Linked DNA regions of Anser cygnoides: region 2 is linked to region 1. Evidence: chromatin contacts called from public Hi-C data. All regions are on one chromosome and are shown on one strand. Each heading gives the region's core, a stretch centred on a gene start, on an enhancer-like site or on the middle of the called end of the contact. The rest is flanking DNA. Distances are from core to core; before and after follow the strand shown.

Region 1 (4,392 bases), core at 814-3,313:
TGGGCTTAAAGGTGATTATAAATGGAAAACAAAGGGTAGCACAGAGAGGAAAGGGTGTGAGCCACAGAGCCTGTGTGGCTCACTGTCACACATCTTCACTGCTGAAGCAGAGAGAACAGGCAAAAGAGAGAATGTGTTATTTGCTACTCAAAAGCTAACCTGTTTTTCTTTTAGCATTCATTTCCAGCTGCTTTTCTACACAATCTGATCTGCACACAACCCTAGCAGCCATCAATTTTTTAATAGTAGTTTGCAGAACCTGTTACCTACCAGCACAAAATACGCCTTTCACTTCGCTCTTGAACACTACTACACGAACTTTCTCATCAAAGCGGAGCTGTTCCAGAGCGCTAAAAAGCTATGAGGGAAAGAGTACAAACAAAAGAAGAAAAACTTTAAGCACATAGATGTATATACAAAAATTATAGCAAGCTCCTAATCTATATGCCTTTTTAATTTTTCCCCCCTTTTTATTCCTCTGCAGGTGCCAGGAATTTCCTGGAAATCACATATGTGGAACCAGCAGGAGCCTTCCATGACAGCCTCAGAAAAACAGGTCTCCCCATCTCTTTTTCACTGCCAGTCCAACATGAACCCTTGCTGTTCCTTAAACCCTCCTGCCTGACATGGAACAAGCCAGACTCTCGCTGGAAAGTATCAACCTTGAGCAGAGCGCCAAAGCTCTGCTATGGTCTGACAATGAGTATGATTTTGTTGTAATTACTCAAGTGATGATATTAACTTGAATCTGAGTTAGCTGCCTTAAATAATGGCAGTATGTGTCTGCTCCCCTTCTGAAGCTACTGCAATATGGACATACGACAATCTGCCTCTTCCAAATGCAGTCTCTGCTGACTTTCAGCAAGAGATTAAGCCTTTGTTTTCGATTTCCCACAATTATTCTTATCACATTTAGTTACCAATCATGATCCCAAACACATTTACAGGCCAGGGCCATACTCACTTCATTTACAAATACTTTTCCCAATGAATTTCTCGCATGGGGTCGGTTCATTAGGATTTCAGCAATACCTTAGTAATAGGAGACAATTTCAGTTATACTTCATTTAATATGCTGACACAGTAATTCAGCTGGGAACTATATCTGCAAATGCTGCATCTTCTCTTCCCTGAAAACGCATGTAAGTATATTCTAATGCCATCCATTATTTTAAAAGTGGAGGTGCCGCAAAATCCAGGAAAATTAGTGACAAGAAACTGCCTATGAAATCCAGTGTTGCAAGACAACAAGATTTGATAGCATTACAGATAATACAAATAAGCAGGTGTTTAAAAAATGAACATGACATCCAAGAATGTCTTAGAAACACTGCAGGAATGGAAAAAAAAAAAAACAATTAGGTTTCTGGTTTAAGTACTACTTATCTCGGGTTTTAATTTACAGTCTTACTGTGTTCAATTTTCTCCTTAGTGAAAAAAAAAAAAAACACCTTTAATTGCTGTTTGCATGTGGGCACCACAAACTCCCAGTTCATGCTCCAGAACTGCTTAGGAATTACAGCCCCATTTCGTTTACGGCTAACGAGCCCCTCAGGGGGCAGGACTTTACCCAAAGTTGCCAGGTCCGGGCGGCAGCACGCGACCACATCTACCTCTGCCCCCTGCACCTGTGCTCTGTAAACTGGGATCTGGGCGCTCCGGGGCGGGTTTCCAGGGCTGCGACCATTTTGTGAAGGCGGCCGCCTCCTTCCTCACCCACGGGCGCTGCCGCCCGCCGGCTCCGCGGGCCACGGCCACCCCTCGGGGCATGGGGGTACCTCGGAGGGGACCCCCCTGCCGGACGGGCGGCGGCCCCCGGCCCAGCCCCGCTTCCCCCCGCACTCACCGCCGCCCTCCCCGCCGACCAGCACCTCCGCGCCCCGCCGCGGGGCGGCCGCGGGGGACCCTCCGCGGGCCCAGCGCAGCAGCAGCCGCCCCCCAGCCCGCCCCGGCCCCAGCCGTAACATGGCGCCACTCGGCCCCGGCCGGAGGCGGGGACGGGGACGGGGCAGTGAGGGGACGAGCCCTCGGCGCTGCGCCGTCAGGAGGAAGGGGTGGGAAGGGGGCGGTGGCGGTGTCACGCTTCTTCGCTCGGTTCAGCTGCTGCCGCTACCTGGGGCTCTGTGAGGGAAGCCGGGGCCCGTCCTGCCGCCAGGATGCAGCGCCGGGTGTTTGTGGTCGGCGTTGGCATGACCAAGGTACGGCGCTGCCCGACCGGTTCCGGCCCCAGCACCGGCACCGCACCGCGGGGCCTGGCTCGGCGGCGGCTCCCCCCTGCCTCAGGCTCCCTCCCGGAGCGTGTCTGAGGGGAGGCCGGAGCTGGTGCCCCTGGCGCCCTTCAAAGCCGAGCAGCTGCTTGAGGGGCTTTCCTAAAACCTAGCTCGGCGGGTGGAGCTGGACCGCTGGTACTTGCCGCGGTAGTCAGCAAAATTGACAGCCTTGAAACCTGTGTTTTGTTGCTGTGCGGGTAGGAATGGTAGCGTGGAAGAGGAGGGTAAAGCTTGTCAGATTACATTACATCTGAAGCGTTTTATTATGAAGGCTTTTAGGATTGTAGCCTTTCTCTAGTGTTAAACCTAAGAGTGATGTGCTAAAACGATCATACCTCACAGAACAAAGTGGTGCTGCGTATGCAGCTGTCAGGCACCCAGGCCGTGCCCTTTGTTTTTGGAAATGGGTCACAGCAGTTAGGGGCATTGAGAGGTTGTCAGTGCTCTTTTTTACCTCTTCGTTAGCTCCAGTAACATCATTAAAAAGGTCGTGTACAGACTTTTCGAGTCACAGACTGACATTTCTCATGACCTTCGGCATGAAGGTTCTCTGCCTGAGTTAAGGAAAGGCGGCACAGCAGAAAGTATGGCTAAGTGTTGGCAGAGGCTGGGGAGGTAAGAGTTAAGGAGACAGCGTATTTTTATATGATGACTGAACATCAAATAATTCGTAGAGCTGTAAGTAGAGAGATGATTTTTTTTGAGCAGTGACACTTTTGTAAATGACATAAAAAAGAAAACAAATGTGTTGGTGGACTCCAGCCGTGAGGGGCAAAGTCCAATGTTCGAATTCATAGCAAAGTGGAGTAAGGCTTGGAAGGGAGGTTTATGAGGAATTAAGTTCAGTGTAAAGAATAAGTATTGTGAATAGGAGTAGAGCAAAATAAAGTAGAATGGAAGTATTTATCAATGCTTTTGAGAAGATAAAGTCATGGGTTGTAATGCTTCAGTGAAGATGGCAGTTGTCCTCTGTCCCATCCGCAGGCTTCGGCCAGCATTATTGTCCATTGACATAAAGCCTGAATCTTCTTTAAGACTGAGCAAAAATTGTCTTCTGCTTCCATAAACTTGGACTATGATATATTTTTTTAAGTCACGGCAGGGTCTTGGCAGTCACACCTGGGGATTGTGCAGATTTTGTGGATGCACTTTTGGGTCACTTAAATTGTTTGCATTTTTTTTAATCTGTTCACAAACCTATTCCTGAGTTACCTATATAGCTTTTAAACATACCAACATGAGTAAAGGATGCGTTAAATTTCATTGATTTGTTCTGTTTTTTTTTTTTTTTTTCTTGTCAGTTTGCAAAGCCTAGTGAGACGAGCCTTGATTACCCTGACCTGGCTAAGGAGGCAGGTAATTTAATAATAAAATTAAAAAAACACAACACATTTAGTTTGACTGCTGGCACATATTTTAAATCTTAAAGTTAATCTTATTATTACACATATGAAGGAACAACTGTTTAGTAAGTAGATACATATAAAAAGCAAATCTAAAACTGGTAAGAAGGAACACTCACAAAATCTGTAACTGACCTCTTAAAATCACTGTCTTCCAGTACTAAAGTTAAAAGGATAGCTTAGGATTGAATTGGACGCTTAGATCATTTCATATGTCTGCACTACTGAAACGTATTTTCGTTGGGACCAGATAAATACGGAATGGATTAGATAGCATTTTCTGGTAAAGGAGCTTGCTTGGAACTCAAAATACTGCAAGACTGTCCTAAAGAGAGTTAAGATGCAGGACTTTTTTAACCATTCACATGATACAGTAAGGCATTTTTAAACCTCTGTTTTTTATGTAGATGCATGAATTGTGCATACTAGTCATAACAAGCAAGCCTAGTTTTTGGTAGCTGCTTTTTTTTTTTTTAACTTTTTTTTTTTCATTCCCTTCCCAACTTCTAAACTTTTTTAGGCCAGAGGGCTTTAGCTGATGCTGGGATTCCCTATTCAGCAGTGAAGCAGGCATGTGTGGGTTATGTTTATGGTGAGTAACATCTTTTGGTTGGGATATGGCCTCTGTAAGACTTACAGACGTATGGATAAATGTTATCTACATCTGTGTGGATGAAGCATGGGGGATCCCATCACTTTCAGATAATAATATTTAATCA
Region 2 (4,522 bases), core at 1,665-4,164, 85 kb after region 1:
GTAGTCGCAGCTGGCCCAGCAGCCAGGGCTGTCGTGTACGTGGCAGTACCGGCAGAACGTTTTCTGTGTGTCAGCCCAGAGGAAACTGTCTCTCAGCTTCCATCTCTTGATCCCTGGGCCAGCAGGAGTGAGGGGCATGGTAACAGTAATACATTCAGTTCTGGGAAGACAATGAGTGGTTTTCAGAAGTATAAAGTCATCCTTGATCCTAATGAGCACATGTAATTAATTCATACATATCCAAAAGTTTTTGGCTGGAATATCGGTTGCTGTGACATTGTACTTTGGGAATCAACTATAAAATATTACAAACTGAGGGGCAGCCAATTTCCAGCAGTGATGCATATGGAATACCACATACTAGATAAACTGAAAAAGAGAGACAAATCTGCTAATTCCAGACTTGATTTTTGACCCCTTCTGCTGGTATGAACCGTAATACAATAAATGTAGGCAAAGATGTTTTATGGAACTACCTCTGCTGACCAAATTAACTTCCAAGAAGAAATTTAGATAAAGAAAATTTTATCAGCATTTTCTTGTAATAATCATCAGTACCTTACCTTTGTCATCATTAACTAAGCCACATTTCAGGGAGTGGTTAAATTCCCTCTTCCAAATCCACAAGTGTAATATAACACACATAGTAACATGGGACCAATGAGTTCCTCCAGCAAATGAAACTGAATAAATTAGCTAGATATAATCTCTTAGAGTCCACTGAGATAAACTACTGAAAGGTACATTGCTATAAGTATTGCATGATGAAAAAAAAATAAAATTAAGAAGTTCCAATCAAAGAGAGAATCCATGGGTTTAAAACTGATAAAACACTATTCATCTGTAACTCACTTACCCGTCTTATCTCTGAGACTTATAATCTGAATTGTGCTTCAACATAGGTGACGATTATGTTCTACGCTAATAATGTGATAAAATGCAATTAAGAATGGATAAGAACAGCAGACAGGGCAGATTCCAGGGCAAAAATCATTTACTGCTTGGTGGGGGGAACTTTAATGAAGGACCTGGTCTGGGAGCAGGTTATTCTTATTCCAGAAACAGAACAACCAACCCCTGTCTTTTTCTCTTAATGGATACTTGGATTATTGCAAGCCAAACATGTCTGAAACCTACCCATTGTTGCAGAGAATATCACAATCCCTAGCACATTCATGCCGTCACTAGTGCCTGGTTCTGATTTGTAAATCACTTCAGGTGGGGGAGTGATATCCAAGGCAAAATTCTGGACGTTGGATCCATTCTCATCCTGGACTCCATATATTATAATGCGACGAGTTGTGCTTTCAGATGATGCTTTGTTAGATTTAATGATGGGAATGCTCTTGGTGCGATACTGAAAGAAAACAAAGTATTTTTTTACTATAATATCCCAGCAGGAACTAATAGTTAAATGAGACCTCCAAAGTGCTTTGTTAAATAAGGTTGCATGTTAGAGGGACAAGCATGAAAAGAAAGACAGCTCCTATCCCTATGCTGCTAAAATCTGTAAGAAAAGTTGAATTTTTTGAATCTCAAAAGAGTTTGAGGCTTGTAAAATTGCTGTTTACATGGTATCTCAAAATAAAGCTTGGAGTGCTATGCTCTAACAAAAATGTAAACTCCTAAAGGTTTCTTTTGATAAACAAATGGCAAAAGAACACAGCCGTTGCCTGACCCATGCCACAGCTTCGCTCCAGGTGGGAGGCAAAGAGGTAAAAGAGGAGGCAAAAAGGTAAAGAGGTTCTCTTTCCCTTTCTGGACTATTCAAATAACTTTGACCTACTAGTTGTAGGCTGCTAAGGATAATGGAAAGATACTCATGAATTCCTAAATGCTCAAGGTACTAATAGTATATGACATAATACAGTGTCTGTATCTGGATTCTGCTTTACAAAGATACATCTACATCCTTCTATGATGTTGGCTCATCACTTCACTGGTAACAGAACTGTAACCACTTACCTGCTTGAATGTGGCCTCAACAAGGTTGGCTGGAAACATGTTCCTAGAAATGAACAAATAAAATCATTTCTATGGGACTGCAGGCAATTTCTGTTCCCTGGGTCTCAGGCCTAGCACAATACATTACTTATTTACCCTCCTAAAGAGCAAGGGCTGAATGGGTGGGGAAGGCTGCCACGCTCCCCCTCATGCCACACCGTTGTAACTAACTCAGCAAAGCACACCAGAGGGACGGGTCCTCAGAATGAAAGTTTGGGAACTCACTTTGAAATACCTGGAGTGAGACCCAGGAGCTCTAGTTTCACTTTCTGGCTCTGCCACTGTCTCCATCTCGTAACTGGGACAACGTAATTGCTGTCATTCCCTTCGCTGTCTGCTAACTGTGGAGACAAATATTTCTTTATTCTGTATTTTGTCTTGCTTATTTGGATAATGAGCTGTTCAAGGCAGAGGCAGAGTTTAGGGATGTATTCCTGTGATCCCTGGGTGCTGTAATCTGCTTTGGGACTTCTGATCACTGCTTTGAGATGACTCATGAACTACATACTACAGTATGTCCTGGTACACTTTTATCACCACAGTTAGAAGTGATGTAGACTTTGCAGAGGTTTGGTCAAGAACAGTTTGCTTTTCAAACAGAGGATCTGATCCCTGATTAAGAGAATTGGGACTACAGCTGTACAGTCTCTTTTAACATGGTCCTGAGGCTTCAGAATAAGAGATTGACGTGAGGCAAAGAGTTTCATCTTTGCTCACAGCCGAGCTACAATGGAAAACAATGAACATACACTGAGATTTGCAGTGAGATTAATAGATTTTTAATTCCAAAAGGGACTCTTGCTATTACCTTTTCTGACTTTCAGTGTATCTCAGACCATGACATTTCACCCAATAGTATCTGGAGCTAATTTGTAACTTGTGTTTGAGCTAGATTATTACCTTGTAGAAAGATATTCGATCCTAATTTGAAATGGAGAGCACACCCTCTACAGGCTTCAAAGAGGAATCATAGTGCAGTAGGGCAAAAAAGCTAAAAAGTCATATATTTCCAGGTAGTGTTTAGGAATCAAGATTTATCTGATCACTCGAATAGGACCTAACAGAACTGACTTATTTTCAGCACAAAGCTTCTGAAGCTAGAGGGAGAAGGCAGTGACACCCTATGGCCCAATTCTGTGCTTTCATATACAGAACCTTATGCAAAGAGAATAATTTCTGAATTATCCTGAATTCTCTAACCAAAGGACTTTTTATTGAAATTCCAACTCAAGCCTCAAGACAGGACATCATTTAAGCATATGTGAAAAGCCTGTTCTCATTGCAAGGAGGACTGCTGCATGCATACACGGGTAAATGCATGCCGCCCTGAGACATTTTGCAGATCTGCTGTCCTCTTGCAGCAGCAGCATTTGTGTGCTGCCAAGTGGAGTCATGGCAAGAGCATCCTATGCAGCACTGGCTTAGAAAGAATGATTTTATTGCTCTTTTAACTCATAACAATGTGACATTATGGTTGCATCTCAAATTATGACGTATAAGAGAGAGAATCTTTCAGTATCCTCAGACAGAGCAATTGCTACAAACAGATAATTAATTACCCTTTGCAGGGTCAAGCAGAAGGAGTTGTAGGGGAGCAGTACTGTCTGATGACTGAAGCAGAAGATTGAAAATGAGTTGTTTTGTTGGCCTGCTATGTGAGAGCAGACAAACCACATAAAGAAATAATTCGTCATTTTGGTAAGGCTGTTGCTCTAGGGCAAACTTTAGTGCTATACAGGCAGGCTATGAAGTTGATGCGCAGCACTTCAGTTACTCTTTTTTTAACTCTCCTGGCCCTTTCTCTCCTCGGTGAAGGGGAAACAGCTGAGAAGACCTATCCCTTGCAGCCTGATGGGCCACCTGGCATCACTGAGGGATCGCAGCACCCCCTGGCTGTGTTGTACACTGCCAATGTCTTCTTCCATTTCACCAGTCCTGCTTAAGAGCCCCAGGCATGATGATGCCTGTGCTCTATAGAGACCTGAGATCAGAAGGCAGCAGTCATGAAAGCAACTTGTCATAAGGCTTACTTTGCAAGGTTTAGTTAAATGAATGCAGTCCCTCTGTACACAGTCATTTAATTGCAGTGACTTGGTTTAAGCCACTCACTGTGCAGCAATGCGGTTAGCGATGAACAACGCTCCCTACACCATTGTAAGCAGTGCTGTGCTGCTGTGCTGCCATCGACCGAGTTATCTCTGCGAAGCTTCCATAAAAGCTGATCATTCCCTGGTTCAAGTGTCAAATCTGTAGCCAAATCAAGGCAGACAGCAGCCAGCTGTGCATCGCTTTCCTGTCAGATGCAGACACAACCTCCTGCCTGAGCCCCAGGAGCTTGGCTGTGGCTGGGGACTAAGGGAAGAACAGCTGGATGGAGCTGGACCTGGGAGAGACAGAGAGGATGTTTATAGGAGAGGGAAGCATGGAAGAGAAAAGTTCATTACTGCCTTATTATGCCTCGTAAGGGGATTCTGCTTCGACATCGTTAAAGGCTTCAGTAATATAAAATCACATTTGT

What was found. A called contact is a pair of places that touch in the nucleus more often than the background predicts.
Region 2: a contact with region 1 is called in a Hi-C map of liver, with 20 times the contacts expected there. The contact joins the enhancer-like site here to the promoter of SCP2 in region 1. A contact is called at or near these places in 3 of 7 Hi-C or Micro-C datasets (all in liver).

Annotation. Positions count from the first base shown.
Region 1 is chr8:27,576,934-27,581,325 of Taihu_goose_T2T_genome, forward strand. It overlaps SCP2 (sterol carrier protein 2), which reads left to right and starts at 2,064. Exons shown (of 16, transcript XM_048061938.2): 1 at 2,064-2,198; 2 at 3,572-3,626; 3 at 4,194-4,265. The coding sequence starts at 2,157. It overlaps ECHDC2 (enoyl-CoA hydratase domain containing 2), which reads right to left and starts at 2,206. Exons shown (of 9, transcript XM_067001579.1): 1 at 2,114-2,206; 2 at 271-358. The coding sequence starts at 2,191.
Region 2 is chr8:27,661,412-27,665,933 of Taihu_goose_T2T_genome, forward strand. It overlaps SLC1A7 (solute carrier family 1 member 7), which reads right to left. Exons shown (of 11, transcript XM_048061937.2): 4 at 1,966-2,008; 5 at 1,138-1,357. Among named protein-coding and RNA genes, the nearest start is that of SLC1A7, 28 kb to the right of the region's middle. Within about 2 kb of position 2,915, at least 3 of the 3 cell types and tissues checked have open chromatin away from gene starts, as enhancers often do. A contact at or near this core is called in liver, where this site is marked.